Regions from separate parts of the Sus scrofa genome. Here all the other regions are linked to region 3. Evidence: chromatin contacts called from public Hi-C and promoter capture Hi-C data. All regions are on one chromosome and are shown on one strand. The core of a region is the stretch at or near the end of the contact, and the rest is flanking DNA. Distances in the headings are between cores, read along the strand shown. Region 1 holds the start of C1QTNF6 (C1q and TNF related 6). Region 2 holds the start of TXN2 (thioredoxin 2). Region 3 holds the start of NCF4 (neutrophil cytosol factor 4).

Region 1 (4,478 bases), core at 519-3,018, 390 kb before region 3:
GAACCCAACTAGTATCGCAGGTTCAATCCCTGGCTTCGCTCAGTGGGTTAAGGATCCAGCATTGCTGTGGCTGTGGTGTAGCACAGCAGCTGCATCTCCAATTCAACCCCTAGCCTGGGAACTTCCATATGCTGTGGGTGTGGCCCTAAAAAGACCAAAAATGAATAAATGAATAAATAAAGAATAAAGTATTCATTTTTAAAAGAAGCATAAGGAAGATAACTTTTAGGTGTATGCGATGCCTACATCATTATGTGCAGCCCTTGAGAGGGACCCAGGACCCTCCCCTGTCTCTGCACCCCTTCCTTCCCTGCTCAGCAGCTGTCTGAACCTGCCCCTTGGCCCTCAGGGAAGGTCACAGAGGCTGAAGGAGGCCCATTTCCTAAAAACAAAAAATGGGGGACCCAGAAAGGCTGTTGTATCCAGGAGCCCCACAGGGCCCTGCTCAGTTAGCTGTACTCCTGTGGCCCCCAAAGGTGAGAATGTCACCACTTCCCTCTGCCCAGGGGACAGACCCCCAACTGTAACCTTTGCCCACAGCTGTGCCCAGCTGTGCCATCATGGGAACTCCAGTGGGACAGAGAACATGGAACAGGATTGTGGTGCCTCTTCCCTAACTGTGTGACCCTGGGCAGGTCACATCAGCTCCCGCCACTAGCTCCCTTACCCCCGAGGCTGGGGTTAGAAGAGTAGAAATGCTGGATATCAGTACCCTCGGGGGTCCCGAAAGCCCCTGCAAAGATGAAGGCTGGCCCGGGCAGGGAGCTCAGCAAATATAGAATGAGAGGGGGCTGGAGGGTGAGGGGCGTTTGGGACAGTCTTTGCACAGGGGTCTCTGACCCCAGGGAACCAGGGCTGCAGCCTTTGCTAAATTACCTGCAGCCTAAAGAAGCTGAGGCAGGACCTCTCCTGGGGCCCAGGGGCTTTCTGTACAGGCTGCCCTCCTGTGAACTTCTCAGGGTGGCATTTCCAAGGGAGATTGGCTCTGGAAAACCAGGAAGATGGACAATCACGGCAACATTCCAGGCAGAGGAGGAGGACATTTGTGTCCATAGGGGGTAGGGGGATTGACCTGGCTGCCACCCTCCCCAGATACCCGAGGAGGTGATACCCACACTCAGTGAACATGTATTCAGCAAACCCTCCCTGGAGACTGGTGTGGATGGGGCTGGGAGTGGAGTTTTACAGACGCCTAGGGGCTGCGGGCAGGGGAGGGACTGGCCCGTGGGGCCAGTGCCAGGATTCCAAGCTGAGGCCACTGGGTTGGTGCCCGTGCCCTCTCCGCGGGGCCTCCTGCCTCGGTGACTCAGAACTGATGAGCTCTTCAGCTAAGGCCGGAGCCCCGCAGCATCCAGCATTGGGTTTCCAGCACTGCTCCTCCTTCCTGAGCAACTTTTGGGGCTCCTGCTCTTCCCCTACCCCGGTCTCAATTTCCTCAGATTTCCCAGCTCTGCACAGCGGGGGGGGGCCTTACACCCCTTCCTGCTGGGACCTCACTGGGTCTCTGAATTCAACAAGAACCTCTTGGACTGCCGCAGGGTTAAGCAAAGGAAATCCAGGGCTCCCTTTATCTCTGCAGAACCCAGAGGCTGGAGGGGAGGGAGCAGGGAGGAGGGAGGTGGGAAAAGCCAGCTCAGCCCGCTCCCTCCGCCCGCCCGCCCACCCGCCCTGCCTCCCTCCGCTCTGCCTCCCTCCCTCCTCGGCCAGCCAGCCAGCCAGCCGGCCGGCCCTGGGGGTCTGCGCCAGCAACAAGTTATTATCGCAGACATGGACCAAGGAACCAGAGGCCGCCCAGAAGCCCGCGGTCCATGAGCTGCAGTTCAAGGCTGCAGGACACTGGGTGAGTGATGGGAGGGCCTGCGCTTCCTCCAGCAGGGCCGAGGGGTTTGGGGTCAGAGCCTGGAATTCCTCTCTTTTCTCCTCTCTTCCTGGACACACATCCTTAGCGGCACTGCTTTCTCTCTCTGACCCCTGCCAGCCCCTGCTAGGCTCTCCCCACCCCATTCCCTCCTGTGACCGGAGACAGGGCTGCCCTCTGCGGTACCCGGCTTGTGCCCACCGCAGCCTGGACATGCACCCACTCAGCTCAGCAAGACTGCAAAGAGGGAGACCCCCAAATCCTCCCCCCCGGCCCCCGCCACCTTGGCATGGTCCCATCACACTTGATCCCAGCCTGCCAGCATCCCGGGACCCGGACTGGAGGACTGGACCGGAGCCAATCAATGACTGATTGTGGTTATTGCTACTTTTGTTAAAGGCTACTTTGCTTCCTGCTTCCTGCCTCTCCCCCTTCCCCCACCCCAGGTCACAGTTCTGTGTCACAGATCTTTTGAGTCCCCAGCTGGCTGGGCCAACAAAAATGTCCCCAAACCATGCCAGTCCTGTGGGAGAAATTCCCCTCTTCCTGTCCCATGTCCCTGGGAAGAGGTCATGGTGGGCAGTGGAGAAAGGAACTGACTTTTTACTAAGATTCTTTTACAAGCCAGGCACTTTCCCCGCAGTTAAATCCTCCCAAACAACCTGGTTGGGAGAGAAAGTTGTTTCCTCCTTGTAAATGTCATGGAGCAGGAAGCTCAGAGAGGTTAAGCCACTAGCCCTAGGTCACACAGCTTGTAAACTCTTCTGGGGATCTCAGATCTGACTCTCAAGGCTTACCTTTTCCTATGAGTTCATGTCTATGGCCAGAAAAAAAAAAAAAAAAAAAAGAGGGGATTTTGCGCTTCTCAAAACCGTTTGGGGACTTCCCATCATGGCTCAGCGGAAATGAATCTGACACGTATCCTTGAGGACCCAGGTTCGATCCCTGGTCTTGCTCCGCGGGTTAAGGATCTGGCATGGCCGTGAGCTGGGGTGTAGGTCACAGATGAGTCTCGGATCTGGCGTTCCTGTGGCTGTGGTATAGGCTAGTGGCTACAGCTCTGATTCGACCCCTGGTCTGGGAAGCTCCACGTGCTCGGCCATGGGTGCTAAAACAAACAAACAAACAAAGCATCACACAAACCATTGGGATGTGTAATTTACAAATAAAAGATAAGGGCGATCATCTCCAGCAGGATTGGACCTGGCTTGTGGAGCAGAATCAGAAAGCCAGATGGGGGTGGGGTAGCAGAGGCAGGGGCAGAGGGGAGCTTGGGAAGTGTCACCTCCAGGAGAGGGGTGGTGGCTCCGGAGACTCCCTACCCACCCACCCCTCCCCATCTTGCCACTTCCCAGCCCCAGGGAGGGGGGAGGGGGGTGTTGAGGGGAGGGCTCCTGCCCCTTTAAAACCCAGCTCTTACTACAGTGCTCAGGTTAGGATAGAATGGTATTTAAAAAAAAAAAAATCTTCATTTTACCTTCTCTACACATATTAACCACAAAAAAATATTTTTGAATTGTACTAAATGTTAAAGGAGAACAGAAAGGAAATAAACAAAGAAAAATGCCAGAAGTGTAAAAACCAGTCTGGTTTCAAAAGCTGAGTTTCTGATCCTGCGATAACTAGGTGCCAGCCCTCAAAGACTGCCACCACCTCAAAGGCTCTCTGCCCCGCTTCCTGCCCACCCAGCCCTGGCCTGCCTCCAGTTGCTGCTGTCCAGGCTACTTCCTGTCCCCCTCCTGGAACTCTGAATCCCTTCTTTGCCAGGGCCAAAGACGGATCCTCACAAACTCTTGGACTTTCCCATACCTTTTGGATTTTCCAGACCTCCTGGGTCCTGCCCCTTAGTTTCAATTGACCACCTTGGCAGCTGATTGGCAGGTCTATGATGATTGACACAAGCATCTTCCAATGAATTCTCTCCTGCCCCTTCCCTGCCGGGCATCTTGGGTGAGGTTGAGTTGTTCAGGTTGTTGACTGTGCAAAGATGCTGAGCGAGGAGGTGGGCTGACATCAGCTATGCACCTTCAGTGTTGCATTCCTGCAGGGACTTCTTTTATCTTCCTTTCTAATACGTCTGTCCCAAGGGGTGCCCTCTTCAGCTTTGCACTGCAATGATGGTGGAGTCCATGGCAAGAAAACAAGCCAGAAGGAAATGGGAAAAGCATTTCTTTGTCTCGATGGCCAAGACCCATGGGCAGCCAGGCACCTTACTCAGCCACCCCAGCAGAGGCCTCCTGGGACCGTCATTTTCAGAGGGGGTCCACCTTTGTGGGCCCGGGTTCCAGGAGCCTCAGCCTCCAGGCCCTGCACTACTGCAGGTCTCTTCGTGACCTTGAGGACTCGCTAGCTTTGTCACAAACCCCTGGATTTCCCTGTTCCTTTTGAACGAGACACCTCAGTCTTCTCATCTGTTAAGTGGGAGCACTCGTGCTTGATCCTGAGTTAGAATAGGAACGCACTTGCTGCAGGTGGCAGCGGGGTCCAGGCCACGCAGCAGCAGAGTATAGATGTTCCTCAGTGTTCTCATCTGTTAAATGGGGGCATTCAGACCCCCTTCTCGAGCCCTGGCAGGAACGTACTTGCTGCAGGCGGCGGGTCCTTGCTGCACGTCCGCAGA
Region 2 (4,453 bases), core at 1,048-3,547, 270 kb after region 3:
TGCCCAGGGAGCGAGGTAGTGAAACTGCCAATTGGACGGAGGACAAATAACAGCATGATTCGGCCAAGATGAGCTGGAGAAAAACATGGCAAGGATTTTGGAAGGGCAAATGGTCCCGTGCAATGTGATGGGAAAAATAGGATTTGGAATCAAAGATAAGATTTGGGTCTTTGTCCACGGAACAAATAATCTCTGAGCACCTGCTACCATGCTCCAAACTGTAAAGTAAGCAATGGAGAGCCGGAGCCCCCAAGTGCAGATAGTACAGTGAGTGAGGAAAAAAGAAATGGTAACTGGAGTTCCCCCTGTGGCTCAATAGGTTAAGAACCCAATTAGTATCCAGGAGGATGTGGGTTCGATCCCGGGCCTTGCTCATTGGGTTAAGGATACAGTATTGCTGTGAGCTGCAGTGCAGATCACAGATGCAGCTCAGATACTGAGTTCCTGTGGCTGTGGTGTAGACCTGCAGCTGCAGCTCCGATTCAACCCCTAGCCCAAGAACTTTCATATGCCACAGGTGCGGCCCTAACCACCTGCTCCCCCCCACCCCCCAAAAAAATGGTAACAATGCCAAGTGCACGAACAATGCACTGAGTGGTGACTGACAGGTGCACAGGGGCTGTGGAAGCACAGGGGAGGGACTCCGGGACTCCACCCCCACTCAAGGAGGATCGGGTAAGTGCCTCCAGAGATGATGCCTAGTCTGGTAGGTGTTTAGCATTTTCTCAGCTGGACAGTAGAGAGAAAAGCCTTCCAGGCATGGGAAGTAGCAACTACAAAGTGCAGGGATGGGAGAGACATTTAAGCAAACTATGGAACTGTGATTCCCACTAGCTGGAGTGTAGATTGAAGTGAAAGTGTGAGATGGGGCTCTGCCAATTTACCTGCTTCCTGACCTTGGCCTGGGAACTTCTGCATGCTGCAGGTGTGGCCAAAAAAAAAAAAAAAAAAAGAAGAGGAAAAATACACTCAGCTTAATAAGCATCTATGGAACATCCTTGGTGAGCCAGGTTGTATCAGGTTGGTGCTGGGTGTATGGACATGTGTAAAAGCTGGAGATCCCTATGCTCAGGGAGCATATGGTCTCACGGGAGAGACAGACACTGTGCAGTGTGTTATGGACAAAGCACCAGAGAGAAAAAGGCAATTAATGCTGCTCAAGAAGTATGAGTAGGTGTTCTACCGAGTGGACATAGAAAAAAGGCTTTCAAGTTAAGCAAAGGCAGGGAGGAGGGAGAAGCATTGATTTATTCATAGAACCATAAGAAGTTATGAGTGGTTGTAAGGTCTTAGAGCCAGATTTAATCCCTCAAACTGCCGACTCCCTTATCTTGTTCAACCAAGAGCAGCCTGTTCTGGAATGATGACTGCCCTAACTGCATTTTGTCTTTGCTAATCTTCAGTTCCCACCATATCATGGAACATTGTTACAACCCCTCACCTCTCCTCCTACCCCTCCCATGTAGCCTGATGCCAGCCCTGACACTGGTTACTTTAGCCACAAGCCTCTATAAAACCTATTCCCCCGCTAATACCAGGGAGCCTGTGCTTTCTCTCAGTGCTTCTGGCCATCTTCTGTTCAGTAAACCTACTTGAAGCCTCAACGCTCTGGACTCTCTGCCTCTATTTCTGCTCTGAAACCCCACAGCCCTTTCCTGCTCTAACATAGGTAAAGGGTGCAAGGGAGACAAGGGGTGGCTGTGAGACCAGCCTGAGACACACAAATGCCTAGACTCCTGTTGTCCATGACAGCGACAATGGGTGAGAAAGGAAGGCCCAGGCCCAGGTAGATTCAGGGATCATCACACTTTGCCTGGGGCCTCAGAGGCAGGCCCTCCAAGTATCACTACCAGTTGGCATCTTGTCTGGGCCCAGTTTCTCAGCAATCCCAAAGAGACAAGGGTGGAAGACAAGCTGAGCTTTTCATGTCACATTTTGGGAAACTGAAGTCCCCAAGGGCAGGAAGACTTGCTCGAAACCACGAAGTTATACAGTCACATATGACAAATACGAGTCAGCGTTCTCTGGACTCCCAACTGAAGTCTTTTGCTTCGAAGCGACATTAGGACAATGAGACAAAAGGGTGGACATGCTGGTCAGCAAGTGTTTGCAAACTCGAGGACCACGCCTCCCCACCGCCCTTCTCTCCGCCCCCCCCCCTCCCTGGCACTCCCGCCTCCTTCCCCTCCTCTTCCGGACCCTCCTCCGGAGCCCTCCGGCCTCTTCCTGTCCCTCCCCAATGATCCGCCCCTCTTCCGGTTCCTCCCCTAAGAGCCCGCCCATCTTCCGGTGTCTCTTTTCAAGAACGCTTCTCTTCCGGTCCCTAACGGAGGCTCCGCCCGTGCCTGCCCTCTAGTTGAGGACTTGCTCAGGTTGCCTTTCCCGGAAGTGACGCTAAGGCCCGCCCCTCAGGAAGTGACGACAGAAGTGCCCTTGACCGGTGGGGCGGGCCGTGCTGTGCGTCGCTTCGCTCTCGTTGCTGGGAGGTAGGGGCCCTGTGGGGATGGTTCGAAGTGGTATCGCGGCTGAGGCGCCTCTGCAGGCGCGTTCCCATGCAGGCCGATGGCCGAGCGGGCAGAAACCCTGGGTGGGAGGAACTTGCCATTCGGGGAGCCGGGGTTCCCAGTTCCTTCCACACACACGTCCCTTCTTTATTAATTCCCCCCCCACCTGCTCCCGTGTCACTTCGTTCCTATTTGAATTGTTGCTTGTCTTCTTTCCTGAACCTTTGACAACTCTCCTTTGTCTTTAATTTCCCATTAAAACTCCTTTTAAAAGAGTAATCGATAGAGTAAGGACTTTTCAGACTGTCGTGGGCTCTAGTGTCGACTCTCCTTTAATAATTGGGTTGCTTTGGATATGTCACAATTTGCTTGAGCTTCTAAGTCCTTATCTATAATATGAGCAGTAGTACAGTAGAAACTTCTTCATCGTTGATCTGGGAGGACTCTAATGCCTGTAAGATACCTATCTCTTAGCAGGTGCTCCATAAATATTGATTCCTTCCCCCCTTCCGTCTGTTGTAATTTCACCAATATCCTGCTTTTTGGGTTGTCGACCTAGTTTTCCCATCCTGGTTTTCGATTCCTTTTTCCCCTTGATTCTCATTCTTTACTCACTTTTCCTCCAGAAGTCTTATGTATTATTTCCCAACATTTTGTTTCTGGCCCTGCATCTTGAGCCCCCTGGTACTCCCACATACCTTTCTGATTTCTGGTGTGTTGACTTCCTGTTCTTTGCCCCTACTCTTCCTACCTCTTCCCTTCACAGATGGCTCAGCGTCTTCTCCTGAGGAGGTTCCTGGCCTCTGTAGTCTCCAGGAAGCCCTCTCATAGTCGGTGGGCACCCCTCGCTTCCAGAGCCCTGCAGACCCCACAGCTCAGCCTTAGTAACCTGACAGGAACACCCAGCCAAGCCCGGTCATTATACACTACCCAGGTCTGTACAACAACCTTTAACATCCAGGATGGACCTGACTTTCAAGACCGAGTTGTCAACAGTGAGACGCCAGTGGTTGTGGATTTCCATGCACAGTGAGTCCTGGGGGGGTCAGTAGAAGACTGGGTGTCACTTGTTCTGGTATTTATTGAGCACCTGCTATGTCTCAGTACTATGTTTGATGCTTCTCACATAGAGATCGGTGAGACCGAATCCCTTATCTCAAAGATTAGTGTAGTTTGGTAGGAAACCGACTAGTAGGAGTTCCCGTTGTGGCTCAGCAGGCTGAGAACCCAACTAGTATTCGTGAGGATGTGGGTTCGATCCCTGGCCTCGCTCAATGGGTTAATGGTCTGGTGTTGATGTGGCTGTGGTGTAGGCCGGCAGCTGTAGCTCCTATTTGACCCCTAGCCTGGGAACGTCCATATGCTGCAGGTGAGGCCCAAAAGAGAAAGGAAGAGGCAGACTAGTAAACAATCTTCAGTCTTCAGAACACTCCGTGGGTATTCCCATGGTGGTACAACGGCATTGGCAGCAGTTGTCTCTGCAGCTCCAGGCCACAGATTTGATCCCTAGCCCAGCGCATTGGGTTCAAGGATCCATCGTTGCCACAGTTGCGATGTAGGTCCCAATTGCAGCTCAGATCTGGATCTGATCCCTCCTGGGAACTCCATATGCCTTGGGGTGGCTGTAAAAGAAAAAAGAAAAAAAAGGAAGAAAAAAAAAGAAAGAAAAACTCCAAATAGTGCTGTGAAACAGTTATGTTCTGTATCTCACTGCCCAAGTGGCTCAGGTCATCTTTAGCTTGGACCAAAGCAGGAAAAATAAGGCTGTAGTATCATCTGGCTTTTGGTATATTACCAGTTCCTGACTCTGCAGATAATTGTGTTTAACATCTTGCCACCCAAGCGGAGAAGGGCTAGCAAAAAGTTGTCAGTTCCACTGATAAAAGTTAACAGTTGGGTGCCCAAGCGTGCACTGGATGGACAGGAGTTTCTTTCTGGTGCCCTGTGAG
Region 3 (4,222 bases), core at 793-3,292:
CTGGCCTTGCTCAGTGTGTTAAGGATCCGGCATTGCCCTGAGCTGTGGTGTAGGTCGCAGATGCAGCGTGGATCCTGCGTTGCTGTGGCTGTGGCACAGGCTGGCAGCTGCAGCTCCAATGCTACCCCTAGCCTGGGAACTTCCATATGCTGTGGGTGCGGCCCTAAAAAAAAAAAAAAAAAAAAACAGGAGTTCCCGTCGTGGCGCAGTGGTTAACGAATCCAACTAGGAACCATGAGGTTGTGGGTTCGGTCCCTGCGCTTGCTCAGTGGGTTAACGATCCGGCGTTGCCATGAACTGTGGTGTAGGTTACAGACTCGGCTCGGATCCCGCGTTGCTGTGGCTCTGGCGTAGGCTGGCAGCTACAGCTCTGATTCGACCCCTAGCCTGGGAACCTCCATATGCTGTGGGAGCGGCCCAAAGAAATAGCAAAAAAAAAAAAAACAAACCACAAAACACCACCCCACAATGCTCTTACAATGGTGCTGACCGAAACCACACACAGCAGCACCAAGGAAAGGGATGTGGGCTCTGCAGATGTGGACTCCGCAGATGTGGGCAGAGGAAGACAGCCCTATGAGGGAGGGGCTGTTAGTCCCTCCTGCCCCTCACAGATGGGGAAACTGAGGCTCCCAGATATATCTCCCCCAAATGTGTTTCAGCATCTCAGCTCCATGGAGCTGCCTCAAAGAGTGACTTACTCAAGAGGGCCTCTGAGGGATTAATTAGCAGGGCAGCCTGGAAGCGGGGCGGGGGCAGAAAGACCAGGCAGAGGCTTTCTGACTCACCGAGGCCTGGGGTGTCTGAGACAGACTTGCATGATGTTTCCAAAGAAGACAAGTAGGTGAGGGGAAGGCAGGAGACACATCTTAATCACAATACCAGGAATGAGTCCCAAGGAAAGAAACTTCCAGGCAGCTTGCTCTGTTTCACTCCCAATTCAAGGCTGAAGCATCCACAGAAATGTGTGGAGTGTATGTGTGTTCATGGCCCAGCGCAAGGCTGGTAGCCACAGGGAGACACTGAGCAGGTGAGGCAAGTTCCAGGTAACTGAAAGGCCTGTGATGACAAACCCCCGGGGGCAGGCACCTTCACTGAGGGCATCTTCCTGCTCAGCACCAGCCATCCCAGGGGGCCCCAGCAGAGGCAGAACAGGGGTGCCTGCACCTGGCATACGGCAGTGATGATCAATGAAATTTGTCCAGATGAATCTCTTCTCATTCATCCATTCCTCACTGTTGAGCCCCTACTATGTTCCAGGCACTTACAGACCTTCTTTTGAGCGTCAGGACAACCCCAGGAGGTGGGTTCCACTAGCCCATTTTTAACGAGGAAACAGGCTCAGGGGCGAGGCGATGTGCCACGATGGTCACCAGGTCAGGAAGACGGCGGCGGCAGTGATTTCAGTCTGAGGTTCCTCTTTCAGCAAGAGGAGCCTCCCCCAGAAAGTCAACAGACATCCTCGGAGCCTCCCTGTGGGATGGGGAGTGTCCTGGGGCTGGCTTTCATTCGATGATGTGCGGTATGTGATATATTCTCCATTTTACAAGAGGGGCTGGACTCAGGAAAGTAGGGCTTCAAGTGTCTGAGTCCCGCTGCTCCCCCACATTAAACTCACTTGTTCTCTCTTTGTCCACAGACATCACTTTCAACACTTTCCTATTTTACATTTTAAAGCATGACATTCTCGGGCTTTAAAAATCAGATTTCCCTGTGAGATGCGAGCCAAGGACTAGATTTCTTGATGCAGCTTACGTCGCTCTCCCCGGAATCTGGGACTTGAGGGGGCGACAAGAACCTCGGCCCAACAGAGCGGGTTCAAAGTTCCGCTTGGGCAACTGCACCTTGTCCACTGCGCAGGCGCCGCTCCAGTCTCCCGCGCTCCCAACTGGCCCCCTCCGTGGGCGAACCCACTTCCAGAAGGGGAGGAGGGTACGCGTTCCTCCCGAGATGGTCCAAGCCAGCCTCTGGCCAATCAGAAAGCTGCTTTTATCACCGCTTCTGGATATAAGTTGTTGGAGCTGTTTTTCCCTGAACTTTCCAGAGGTGAGGGGGCGGGAGGTGGAGATGATTGACATGCTCTACAACTATTAGCCAAGCGAGAAAAGTTTGAAGAGCAGATACTGCTACGAATTACCTGGCGAGAAAGGGCTGTTATCCCCGCCCCTCCTTCCCACTGGTCTTCGGGAGCTTTCGGGTGTGGGAGCTTTTGGTGGCAGCCAATCCACAACCAGCAAGGAGGAGGAGGAGGAAATAGAGAAGGCGGGGCAGGCGGGGCATGGTTGCCCGAGAAGCCCATCTGTTGCGGTTCTGGGGGCGGGAAGGTTGCTGGATCACTATTCCTGCTTCCCACTAACTGGAGCTGTGCCTGGGACGGGATCCGAATCGCCTCGCTGGCATCTTCCAGGTTACTCTCTGAGACCTTGAACTTGGCCCCATCTGGCGATCCTCCGCGCCCTGCCGCGACCCTAGTGCCCGAGAACTGCCCGCGGGCTGCCCAGAGGGTCGTTGTCCCCACCGCCGCCACAGGACCCTTCAGCGCCAGCCTTCCCCACTCCCCTTCCCAGGCAGGGCCCCCCAACGCCTCCAGCAGCCTCTCTTCCGCTGTCTGGTCCGCGGAGGTGATTGGTTACCATGGTGAAGCTGGCAGCGAAATGCATCCTGGCAGGTGAGTCTGAAAACTTGCGGATGAATACAGTCGACGGAGGCCAGAGAGTTATCAAGAGTTTTTGTTCATGTAAATTGGCTACTCTCTTTCCCTTTCTCTCTTCCAAAGGCGAGTTAATGCAATTACTGATAGAGTAAATTCCATTAGGCGTAGACGAATTATCTTCCACAGCACATTTGTAGCTCCAGTTGCTTTTCCGCACTCCCTGTCATACTCTGAGACCACTGTCACTAATTTGAGCTGTGCTCAGAAGGAGTAGACTCGCTAAAAAAAATAAGGCTAAGCTCACCCCAAGTGCTTCAACTAAACCATGTCCTGTACCCCGAAGTTAGGCATCAGTGACGTGATGGTCTTATGAGATTTTTTTTTTCCTGAACCCATTCCTCTCAAAACGGGGATAGGAGGTAGTCATGTACAGTTGAGCAGAGTCTGCAAAAGTTATGTGTGTTGTCTTTAAGACCCAGAGTTACTGTGCTGCCCCACAAGCAGGAGGACATAAAGGACTCTCCCAAACGTCAGAATCTCTGTTTTCCTGACTGATACATCCCAAGCACACAGAACAATATCTGGAACATAGTAGGTACTCACTAAATATTGGTAGAATGAATGAAAATGTGACATGCGCATTTGTAGTATTTCTGCTCATTTCGAAAACATTTGCCATGATTATGGACCTGCGACCAAGGAGCATGTATGTACTTTCCTGAGTCCTTACTGCATGTCAGGCAGGTGTATTTCATTTCATCCTCTCCCAGGAGGCAGCACACTGGGTTAAGTGCTGTGCTCGTCTGACCTTACTGTGGCCCAAGGTCACCCCTAGCAAAGGAAGGTCATAGGTGGGATGTCAACCCCCAGATTTGCCAACCTTCAAAATCCTTCACTTGTGTGACTTTGGAAACCTGTGACCTTTCCAGCTTTTCCTGACCAGCTCAGGAATGAAGCAGTAAGAACGTATATCGAAGAAAAAGATTCCTTTTTCAGTCTTTATTCCAGACTGAAAGGGATGATATTTTTTTAAGTGACTTTTCCAATTTGGAAATAAAAGGGTCACACCGGAGGATAACTGACAACAATCACTCAGATCATTCTGGAGCAAATGAAAATGAATGGTTCTCAAAAGCAGTCTCTAGTTGCCAAAGCGCCAGGAGGGGCAGTATTGTGTAATAGGAATAATTCTGCTGTTCCTCTGATTGGCTGTGTCCTCTTGAACAAAAGTACTTCTCTGAGCCTCAGTTTCCTCATTGATAAGGTGCGAATGTTTTTTCTGAAGTTAGATTTTTTTTTTTTTAAATGGGCTTCTCTGAGATCCCATTGTGGCTCAGCAGAAGCGGACCCGACTAGTATCCATGAGGCTGTGGGTTTGATTCCTGGCCTTGCTCAGTGGGTTAAGGATCTGGCATTGTGGCTGTGACATAGGCCAGCAGCTACAGCTCTGATTCGACCCTGCCCTGGGAACTTCCATATGCCGAGGGTGCGGCCCTAAAAAGAACAAAAAATGAGCTTCTCTTAATTTTTTTTTTTTTTTTGATCTTTTTAGGGTCACACTGTGGCATA

The links. Promoter capture Hi-C pulls out the DNA fragments that hold promoters and counts their contacts. Hi-C and Micro-C count contacts between places; a contact is called where the count stands out from the background.
Region 1: a contact with region 3 is called in a promoter capture Hi-C map of liver, with 2.8 times the contacts expected there. The contact joins the promoter of C1QTNF6 here to the promoter of NCF4 in region 3. A contact is called at or near these places in 1 of 5 promoter capture datasets (liver) and 1 of 47 Hi-C or Micro-C datasets (embryonic fibroblasts).
Region 2: a Hi-C map of liver shows a contact between it and region 3, with 5 times the contacts expected there. The contact joins the promoter of TXN2 here to the promoter of NCF4 in region 3. A contact is called at or near these places in 1 of 5 promoter capture datasets (fetal liver) and 1 of 47 Hi-C or Micro-C datasets (liver).

Annotation. Positions count from the first base shown.
Region 1 is chr5:10,600,101-10,604,578 of Sscrofa11.1, forward strand. It overlaps C1QTNF6 (C1q and TNF related 6), which reads left to right and starts at 1,769. Exons shown (of 3, transcript NM_001142830.1): 1 at 1,769-1,840.
Region 2 is chr5:11,262,173-11,266,625 of Sscrofa11.1, forward strand. TXN2 (thioredoxin 2) reads left to right here and starts at 2,298. Exons shown (of 4, transcript NM_001243705.1): 1 at 2,298-2,486; 2 at 3,271-3,533. The coding sequence starts at 3,271.
Region 3 is chr5:10,991,960-10,996,181 of Sscrofa11.1, forward strand. It overlaps NCF4 (neutrophil cytosol factor 4), which reads right to left and starts at 2,043. Exons shown (of 12, transcript XM_021091535.1): 1 at 789-2,043. IFT27 (intraflagellar transport protein 27 homolog) reads left to right here and starts at 2,223. Exons shown (of 7, transcript XM_021091536.1): 1 at 2,223-2,668. The coding sequence starts at 2,635.